Linked DNA regions of Hordeum vulgare: region 2 is linked to region 1. A link is a contact called in public Hi-C data. All regions are on one chromosome and are shown on one strand. The core of a region is the stretch at or near the end of the contact, and the rest is flanking DNA. Distances in the headings are between cores, read along the strand shown.

Region 1 (5,378 bases), core at 1,115-3,614:
TGTACTTTGATGGCAGCATCAACACATTCTCTTGCTTCAGAACAGACAGAGCATGGCTGCAAAGAATGCCCCGTGATGGAAAAGAGCGACAAATGCACCAAACATCCTTGTCAGAATTATTGTAGACAACCGTATAGTCAACCTTCTTGCCCTGTATTAACTCGCTGGCCATATAGGTAATTGAATTCCCGCTCCTGTCTACCTCTTTACAAATAACATGCATTAATTGCTTGATCTCGTCTTGGAATGCCTGAAACATGGGTACTGTATAGAGCTTCACAAGTTGCTCCTCAAATGGTAATCCTGACAGCAAAGTGAGCCTAGAATAATAGGAGCGCAAATCATCGTATGCTTCCCTTTCCAGCTTCCCTCTGAGGGTAGTCTCATATTGCTCAAGGAAAACTGGTAATGTGGTTTTACTTGTCACAACACCATCAAAGTATGGATCTGGTTTTTCAACCTTCCTGATAGCAGACGTGCCAGCCCAAAACGAATGATTGACATAACCTGGAGCCCACTGCTTCCGGCAGCTGTACAGTGCAGAGAACCATTCATTATCTTTGAGCTTATAATGCTCAACCATGGCCTCCCACTCCTTTTCAAAGTCAGTAAGAGTGACTGTGTCATAAACAACCTCCTTGAATCTCAAAGAAATTGCCTCTTTCTCATGTGTACGTCCCACGTTTTCTTGGAGCTTCTTCAATATATGCCAAAAGCAGAAGCGGTGCCTTGAATCTGGCAAGACCTCAGCCACAGCCTCTGCCACAACATCTGAGTAACTGGTTGTAATCGCCTCTGGTGGTTTGCCATTCATACAGCTCAGCCATCTCTTCAACAACCACACATAGTTCTCTTTACTGTCTTTGGAGAGCAGACCACAACCAAGTAGCACAAGGTGGCCATGGTTATTCACCCCAAGGAGCGTGGCCAAAGGGAGGCTAGCACGAGAGTGCTGCAGGTACATTACATCAAGTGAAATGACATCACCAAAGTAGCAGTACTGGGCCTGAGACCTCAAATCTGTCCAGAAAAAATTCTTCAAGCGACTTTCCTGATCAAGATCCCAGCTATGAATGAAGTTTGGTTTCTTTTCCTGCATCATTTCGATGAACTTCTTGACTGCAATGAGGTCTTCGTCCCCAAAGCGCTGCACAAAACTGTCGGTTCTGTTAAACCTCAACCCACCAACAGCAGCTCCACCACTGACACTCCGCTTGGGGCGACTCGGAAACTTCCTGGTCTCAGCAATCTCACTCAATGACTTCTCCACCATCTCATCCATCTCCCTGGTAATCTTGGCCTTCTTCTTGGCTGAGTCGGGCATCTCCCTGTAGGCTTTCAAAAACCTCACCATATCAGGCGTGCAAGGATGGTTATGGTCCAAGTCAACAAACTCCACCTTCCACCTATCGTTCACCCGCTTGTCACGGATGACCAGCATCGCCTTGCATCCAGTCTTCTCGGCGGTGGTACGCCGAGCCCGCTTCTCCCGGGTGGCTGCCCCGCGCTTGTTGCGGAGCGGGTAGCGGGCGCCTGGAACTTCCGACGGGGCGGCCCCTTCCCGGGACTTGCCAGCCTGAGTGCAGCTGAAGGTGGAGCGGTAGCGAATCCCCTCGTAGTTGTGGCAGGTGCGGCGCACGGCGTGGAATCCCATGCGGAAGGCGTATGCCTTGTAGAGCGAGAACGCCTCGTCGACGGAGTCGAACACCGTGCCCACCCGCGGCACGAGAGCTTCCTCCAGGGTGCGCGGCACGAAGTCCTCGTCCCCTCCGGCGCCGTCCGCCGCCCCGTCGTCGTCGTCGGAGGCGACGAGCACCTCGTCCTCGCCCTCCTCCACCACCACCTCTTCATCCTCGTCCTCCGCGGGGTCGGCGTTGAGATCGTCAGCAATCTCGTCTTTGACCCGGCTGGTGGCCGCGGCATCCTCCTCCTCCTCCTCCTCCTCCTCACAGCTAGGGTTTTGCGCCCGGGTGGGGCGCGAGTGAGGAGGCCGCTCAGAACCCTCCCCCATGGTGGGTGGCCCGAGTATTTACCCACCCCACAGCCAGTGGCGACGCCTCCCCAAAACCAAAAGTATTAACACTAGAGGTACAGGGGGGCGGATACCTCGGGGCGCGAAATGGCTAGGGTTCGGGGCGGGCAACTGTACGGGGGCACCGAGAGGGGAAGCGGGGAGCCGTGGGGTGGTGTGGAGCTCGAGGGGGGCGTCGATCTGGCCGGAGTTGGTGGGCTTGGGGACGTCGCCGGGGAAGAGAAGGGAAATTGGGGGGAGGGGTCGGCTCTGAGTTGCTTCTGGGGGCGGAGAAAGTAGAGAGAGATGAGTACGGATGAGGAGGAGGAGGATAGTTTTCTGGGTGTGCTTACGGATTTGCATCTGAACTCCGGGGAGAAGGCTGGGGACGTGGCGGATCCGAGATATCGCTGGACGCTGGTCGACGGGCGGAGGAGACTGACACATGACCCCACCTTGCCTCTCGTTGGGTAGGGAGAATATCTGGTGCTACGGTGCAACCCTGGCCGTTGGATCATGATCCAACACGCAGCATCGTAAGAATGTTGATTCAATCGTCATTTTGGGAATGTTCGAGGGGTTTCTGCAAAACTCGCGTTACACCAGAGCACTTGTTAGGTGCTACCTTAGCACCATAGATTCTTCCTAGTTGTGTAGAGCATCTCGCTCTCGTATCGTGTTAGGGCATACTAGTACAAATGCCCGTGCGTTGCACTGGGCTAGAAAAAAATGCAAAACCTACTTGTTTTATCATTATGCGGCATTAATTTTAATAAATGACAATTATAATGTTAAATGTAAGACATCTATTTTTGGACGGAAGGAGTTTCTTTTAAAGTTTTAAAATATAATGTAATGCTTACATAAAAATTGGATTACTTTTTTAATAATAATTATCAATTTTATTGAGTGGTAATAATGTTTTGTTTTTTGAAAAAAGACCATCACCGATCTTTTCCTTTCTAGAGTACACAGTACCGCAATCTAATCCTACTTTCCCTCTCAACCTACTCACGGCCCGGTGGGGCGGCCTAGCAGGCCGGGGCTGCGAGCTGGGCTGGCGAAGGGAGGAGCTCCACTGGGCTGGCCCACCTTGCGGTCAACGCGGTAGGATCCCGATCTGAAGCGGTCGCGCTCGGGACGACGGGAGCCAGGGCGATGCGCGGCGAGCGGGGAAGCATCGGCGCTCGGCGCGGCTCCGGTGGCCGACAACGAGGCGGGCAGGACCGGCTGGGGAGGCGCGGATGGGGTCCTCCGACCCGTACCCGGCGAGATTCAGCTCACGATGGGGCCGACGGGGCTTCACGGGAGGCGAGCTCGGGGCAGCCTATTTAACTTATCCCTTTCTGTTTTACCACATTAATTTGCCCGGCCTATTTAACTTATCCACTTGACTTCGAACAGCTGTTATTTGATATGATTATGAGTTCACAGATGAGCATTCCATTCCGTTTTCTTCTTTTGACATATCACTTTGTACAGTGTTATGTTGAAGCGTCATTTGGCTCAACCGTACCTTTTGTATCATTGTCCAGTTTAGTTTATTTTTCTACTCATGTGGACTAACTAAATCAATATGTGTCCACATCTTCATTCATAGGAAAATCCAGCTATCATTCAATCATACTTCGACAAAAGGATTGTTGGTTGCCCAGGTGATGAAGGAGGTATGTTACCTTGCATGCAGAATTCCATCTCCACCAGCAGAGGCTGTCAAAATTCAGTTTTCTCCTGCATCTTACGGAGAAATAATCATCAACCCAGCATGAATCTGATTAGCTCAAGTTTCAACATTTTTCCTTTTTCAGAGGATCAGCATGATGTTGTGTGGTTTTGGTTGGAGAAAGGCAAGCCACACGAATGCCCAGTCTGCACTCAGTATTTCAAGGTGTGTTGGTATCTCTATTGACATAAGTTGCTTGTCCTTGTGAGAACTATTTCTGAACGAGATGCTAAATCATGCATTGCCTCCATGCTTCTGAGCTTTGAAATTGTCACTTTGTTTCGGCAGCTTGAGGTTATTGGGAACGGAGGAAACCCTGATGGACATGATGATGAGGACGACCACCACCACCATTAAGGGCATGTCTACTGATGAAACAGTGGACCTGTGCCAACTTTTTTTTCTTGCTGAGATGCTTTGAAGCTGTGAAAACATCAGCTTTTTTGCGTGCCCGTAGAGTTTAATACCCATGCCAATCAGTTTGCTGTTCTCAGTTGTCATGACTGGGAAATAGTAACAGCAAAGGGCCCTGGAAAACATAGTTTTTCTGTCTGGAAAATTACGCACACACGAATAATCTGATTCATTAAACAAATAGTGATGTCCCTTTCATTTTCGGCTCGCTTTTCCTCTAGTCAATAAGGCTTAATTGCCTCTTTGCTTGGACAGTTCCGTGTTCCGTGGCCACATCAACTATTTTGTTGGTGGATGATTTGTTATCCGGCATCGTTTTCGCTTTGACGATATTGATCCGTTGTTTGTCATCGGGTTTTGAGGATGATAAGCAGAGCTTGAGGAAACTGTCAATCAGGCTGTAATTTCTCTGCAACATTCAGTTGTTGGCTGAAGCATTCAAACCTTGGATTTGGCCAAGGTGGAGGCTTTACCAACCACGCCGGAGGACAACGCAACGCCACGCCTGATCCCAGCCTGATCCGTGTCGCACGAACCCACTCGAGCGGTGCTGGCGCGGGCGCCTCATCGTTCCTCCCGTCGTCTCCCTCCTGGAGCATGGGCAGGACGGCTCCGAGCGGCGCGTGGCACGGCGGCTGGCCGGAACGGGCGAGGGGCCACGGATCCGGCGAGATCCGGGCTGCCGAAGGAGCGGATCTGGCGTCGAGAGTCCGTTGCCGGAGACTGGCGCGGGCGCCTCGTCGTTCCTCCCGTCGTCTCCCTCCTGGAGCACGGGCAGGACGGCTCCGAGCGGCGCGGGCCGGCGATGGCCAGCGGGGAGGCGCTGCGGGATCCTCGGGGTCCCGGCTGAGGAGGGGCTCGACAGGGCTCGAGCAGGGCTGGCTCAGGGGCTCCTCCCCTCGATCTGCAGCCACAAAAATATCTCGACTGAGATCCCGTGCCCCGCTCAAGGCAGGGCACGCTGTGCCCTGAGACCCACCATCCACCATCCACTCCCCATCCGACGGACTACAGCGAGTCAACGAAAAAATATGACCAGCCTGCTCACGAAGCGACAACGATCCGGGGGAGGAAAGGGATCGGTCGATCTGTAGTCGCCGCCGTGGAGCTGTGCCGTCGTCGCCGCCGTGGGGAAGGGCGCCATGGGATCTCCGGCGGCGGCCACTGGATAAACGGCGCCGGCAATCCCCTCCGCCCCACGTCGTCTTCTCATCCCCGCCCCGCTCCGAC
Region 2 (5,378 bases), core at 900-3,399, 440 kb after region 1:
GCGAACGCGAATCAACTCGATACGATGAACATGACTAGGCAGATATTTACATGTGTCCTCTGGAGCACTTGCTTTATATAATAGTACTTTTAGGTCTGTTCTGTGCTATAAAAAGGATTGTGCTACATTGCTGCACCTTTGCTACTATTGTTATTTGTCACTTGTTATGAATTACCTTGCTACAAAACTATCTATCACTCTTACTTACAACACTTGCAGAGAATTATTTGCTAAAAACTACTTATCATTTCCTTCTGCTCCTCGTTGGGTTCGACACCCTTACTTATTAAAAGGACTACAATTGATCCCCTATACTTGTGGGTCATCACACTTACACTGGGCAGAGGTCTCGAGCCCGGCCAACGCAGTTGGAGGGCCGCTCATTTTTGCCCAAACATTGTGTTGTGTTAATGGAGTCAATCCATTCCTACTGCTGATCTGCTACATGGTACAAATATGTCGACGACCACATCTTGCGGGCTGTGTTGAGCCGAGGACTCTTGGCAACACTCCCTACTCCATTGCAACACTACACGGTGTGTAAGGACACTTCACGCCCTAGCCTTGTTGAAGCTCTGAGCAATACCAAGGAACCAGATGCGAAGAGATGGATCTTTGCAATCATGGACATGCTATCTTCTCGTGAGTTTACCTAGTTTTTCATGACCTTGTGGTCCATTTGGTATGCTACAAGGCAGTCGCTTCATGAAAAAAATCAGAGCCCTATCAACACACAACTTCATTGTGAAATACTTGAGAGAACTAAATGAGTGCAAGCTGAAGAAGGTGACTCGAACATCCGCTGTCACGCAACCACATGGCCGCCCGCAGTGCATTCCTCCAATGGATGGTTTTGCAAAGTTAAGGATCGATGGAGCTGTTTCGCGCACCCAAGTCAAAGGTACTTCTAGCAGTATGCAGGGATTCGGGAGGTACTAAGCTTTAGTCATAAAATGCACAGGAATATAATATATTTTTTAATAAATAGTTTAGATTGTACTCCCTCCGTTCCTAAATATAAGGTGTATTATTTTTTTCAAAAATCAAACTTCTCTAACTTTGACCAGGTTTGTAGACAAAAATATCAATGTCTAGAATATCAAATCATTATCACTAGATTTATCATGAAATATATTTTCATATTTTATATATGTAGTATTGTAAATCATTATATATTTTGCTATAAAGTTGGTCAAACATAGACAAAGTTTGACTTTTTTAAAAACTAATACACCTTATATTTAGGAACGGAGGAAGTATACCACATGTGTCACGTGGTAGAAGAATATCAGATCCAGCGCCATTTGAGGCACTGCCGGCCGCGAAGCGCTTGCGTCGGCAGTGGATCTTCATTTATCACATGTTGCTGTTTTCTAATTGCGAGAAAATGGTCCATGATATACAACACCAAACAGGAGGGATTTATGCAAATATAATGAATGAAATGAGAGATACATCCAGAAATATGAAGCAATGATCTTTCGACTTCGAAAGGTGAGAGTCTAATATCAAGGCAAGGCACGTAACATCGTTAAACATGCTTTTGGTTTAGAGGTCAAGCGCCATGTGGCTTAGGCCCTGTTTGGAACCACAATAGATTATGATAATCTGGATTATAAAGATAGATTATATAATTTGGTTTATAAAAATAATCTAGATGGACATGTATGGATGCCAGATTATATAGAATGTAATCCAGGTTTTACATTGCATAATGACTTGTCTGTCCTCTGTTTTTTTTAAAGAGAAGGGTGACGGTAGTAGAAATGTAATTAACTTCAACTTTACAAGGGTAATGGGTCATTAGCAATCCATAATCTGATTTTAGCTGGAGCAGCGTAGATTATGAGTTTTTAATAATCTGTCCATCTAGTTTTTATAATCTACACTATAATCTGTTATGTTTAAAGATAGAATAGATTATAAAAACTAGATTATATAATATGAATGGTTTCAAACAGGGCCTTATAAAGGTGCCAAATCTCCTTTTGTATCTTCTTTTGTCTGGTTGCTAAGCTGACGATGTATCTTTATTTTTCATTTAGTAAAGCTAGCCATGATGATCTTTGTAAAAGAAAATGTGTGTTTTTAGATTAAAAAGAAAGAAGCGAGTCAATCCCCTCACCAACCCGCTACCCGCAGCACCGGTCTCGTCGTCGTAGGTGCGGCAAACACCACGAAACCAAGCCAGACCACCAGACCCGAGCCGCCGGAGCGAGGGGGTGGGTAGGTAGGCGCCTCCCCGTCGCGTATTTAGAGTCCACCCCCGTCTCCTTCCTCCTCCGTTCCGCCTCACCAACCGAAACCAGACCATCCAAATCTCCCACCCCCCTCTCCAATGGCAGCCGCGCCCACGTCGCACCAGCTGGCCGCCGGCGCCGGGGCACCCTGGAGCTCCCTCCCCCGCGGCGGGTTCCGGGCGCTCACGGACTCCGCCCCCGCCTCCGTCCGCTTCTCCGTCGCCCGCCGCCGCGCCGCCCGCCTAGGTCCGTCCCGCTGCTCCGTTGTGGGAGCCTGGTAACTTGTTGGTTGCATGTTGCTCCTTAAGGCGAGCTTATTATGATTGCTTGGTCAGCTGCTGCCTGATTAGTATGGCAGGGCCGTCGTTGGTGGCATGGAGAAGAGGGTCCCTGAAATGATCCGTAGAGAAAAGTTGTCCTTGTGATGCCCATCTTTGAGAACCACATATCCGCGATCGCAATTCCAAAGGCCGTAGTTCGTTTGATCATATCGGCCATAGCTCAGTACCGTGTTTAGTGCTGCATCTCGCTTTGTTGTTTTGAGATCTCGGGGCTTGTGACAGTGCCCGGTTCCAATGCTGTTGTTTTTTTGCATCCTGAATTTGCATGCTGTATGCAAGTTCTGAGATGCTCTGACTGCTGTTTCTTTGAACAAATGAGCCAAACTCTGACATGTGCTGCTCCGTAAATTGGACAACAGAGGTGAAGGCGGCTGGAAATATCTTCGGGGACTACTTCCAGGTTGCAACTTATGGAGAGTCTCATGGAGGTGGTGTTGGTTGCGTTATCAGTGGTTGTCCGCCCAGAATCCCACTCACTGAGGAAGACATGCAAGGAGACCTTGATCGAAGGTGTGATTCAAGATTTCATTAGTTTTCCAGCTGCTCCTAGAATTAGGATATTCCAGATGCATTCTGTTAACCTCTTGGAGATATAATCATTAGATTATTCCATGATTGCAAACTGATATGAAAAGGTTGATTATCACAGGCGGCCAGGTCAGAGCAGAATAACAACCCCAAGGAAGGAGACCGATACTTGTAAAATTCTTTCAGGGACATATGAAGGTAGGGTACATTTCAAGACATGGGATATCTTGGTGAATTCGATTTTTAAATAAGAATGCATTAGTTTGCGTCAGTTTTATCTTTTATGACAAGGCTGAATGTATTTTCTGCAGGAATGACCACTGGGACACCGATTCATGTTTTTGTCCCAAACACGGATCAAAGAGGGGGTGTAAGTATCTAGTATAAGATTTCTATTAACTACTCATGGTAGGTAGACATTTGGAAGGGCAATAGTTGTTGGCACTGACCCTTTGTTTCACAATCATATTTGTTTCCACAGGATTACACTGAAATGGCTAAGGCGTACAGACCTTCCCATGCGGATTTGACTTATGACCTCAAGTACGGTGTTAGATCTGTTCAGGTACCTGTTGTCATACAACTTTACATGTGGGTGTTTTCTGCGCTTGAATAGTTGGATTGAACAATTTTCTATGCCAACTGAATAATAGGGAGGTGGAAGGTCATCGGCAAGAGAAACCATTGGAAGAGTAGCTGCAGGAGCTGTTGCAAAGAAAATTCTTAAGCTCAAATGTGGAGTAGAGGTTTGGTCCTACTTGTCTCTTACTTCTTTTTTAACTATTCCACATCTGTAACCAAGCCTTGTCACTCCCCTGGTTACTGCTTGATAAACAATATAGCCTGAAGAAAGAAAACCTGCATGTGGATACATCCTAAACATGTCGAAGCATTCAACTTTTGTCTTAATTAAGCATTAGCATTGTTAGATTTTGCAAATAAGCAGTGGTTTTCCTGTTGGATGGCTCCTCTTTATTTTTCTTTTATTTCAGTTCTTGCTTGACCTAAATATCACAACTCAGTTGTTTATGTACTTCGATCCATCTTGTATACTGTTGCATAGAGCAATCTGTATTGTGCTGCAGTGAATACTGATTTATTTCACCATTTCATTCCCACGCAGAAGGGCAAATTTTGTGGCTATCTCTCTCTTGATAACTTGATTTTTCAGTACCTTATGCCTTATGGTGGAGAAATATTTACCTGCAGATTCTAGCATTTGTTTCCAAAGTGCATCAAGTGGTACTTCCTGAAGACGCAGTTGATTACGAAACTCTTACCCTGGATCAGGTCCGTGGTTGCCACCCTTTTGACTAACATTACAGGATACTCTCAGTGATTTACTAGATTTTTTTGCTGTTCTTTTAAATTTCCAGATAGAGAGCAACATTTGTAGATGTCCTGATCCAGAGTATGCACAGAAGATGATTGATGCAATTGATAAAGTACGAATTAATGGGAATTCGATTGGTGGGGTGGTCACATGCATTGCCAGAAATGTTCCTCGTGTAAGTATTAAGATTTTGTTATGTTGATTTTGGTGTGTTCCATCAGAATAAACCAAATAAAGCCTCACTCTATTTTGTTCTCGGCTCATGATTATCATGCATCATATTTGTTGCTTAATCATCATTGACACAATTCAGTAATTGTAACGCATTGTCTTCTGCCTGCCGGTATAATTTATAGGGGCTTGGCTCTCCTGTATTTGACAAACTTGAAGCTCTACTGGCAAAGGCTATGCTTTCTCTTCCTGCAAGCAAGGGGTTTGAGATCGGTAGTGGATTTGCAGGTAGGAAATTGGTTTGCACAAAATTAGTTGTTCTGGGAATGCCTCCTACTTTACAAATCTCCTGACTATTAGTAACTTGTTTCCAGGTACTGACCTAACTGGAAGTGAGCATAACGATGAGTTCTATATGGATGAGGGTGGAAATGTGAGAACACGAACCAATCGCTCGGGCGGTGTACAGGTATTTATCCTAGCATCCTGCTTTACTATTACAATGTTCATTTTCAATACTTAAAATCAGAAGTATGACACTTGATTCTTAATTTGTGTTCATGCAGGGCGGGATATCAAATGGTGAAACCATATACTTCAAAGTAGCTTTCAAGCCAACAGCAACTATTGGGGTAAGTCATTCCAGTGCAGAGAACTTCCTTTCAGAATAGCAAAACAGAGAAATGTTCTTGAAAGTGTAGCTGAAGTTCCATGGCATGCTTTTCAAATAATAAGAACTGTGATATCGTGCAGTGACAACTTATA

What was found. A called contact is a pair of places that touch in the nucleus more often than the background predicts.
Region 2: a Hi-C map of seedling shows a contact between it and region 1, with 4 times the contacts expected there. The contact joins the promoter of LOC123449125 here to the promoter of LOC123449119 in region 1. A contact is called at or near these places in 2 of 6 Hi-C or Micro-C datasets (leaf and seedling).

What each region holds. Positions count from the first base shown.
Region 1 is chr4H:495,583,418-495,588,795 of MorexV3_pseudomolecules_assembly, forward strand. It overlaps LOC123449119 (protein FAR1-RELATED SEQUENCE 6-like), which reads right to left and starts at 2,365. Exons shown (of 1, transcript XM_045126212.1): 1 at 1-2,365. The coding sequence starts at 2,011. It overlaps LOC123449122 (a long non-coding RNA gene), which reads left to right and starts at 3,817. Exons shown (of 2, transcript XR_006631959.1): 1 at 3,817-3,899; 2 at 4,023-4,302.
Region 2 is chr4H:496,018,961-496,024,338 of MorexV3_pseudomolecules_assembly, forward strand. LOC123449125 (chorismate synthase 2, chloroplastic) reads left to right here and starts at 2,150. Exons shown (of 13, transcript XM_045126216.1): 1 at 2,150-2,486; 2 at 2,941-3,091; 3 at 3,231-3,307; 4 at 3,421-3,479; 5 at 3,591-3,674; 6 at 3,763-3,855; 7 at 4,319-4,399; 8 at 4,486-4,617; 9 at 4,799-4,901; 10 at 4,988-5,082; 11 at 5,180-5,245. The coding sequence starts at 2,339.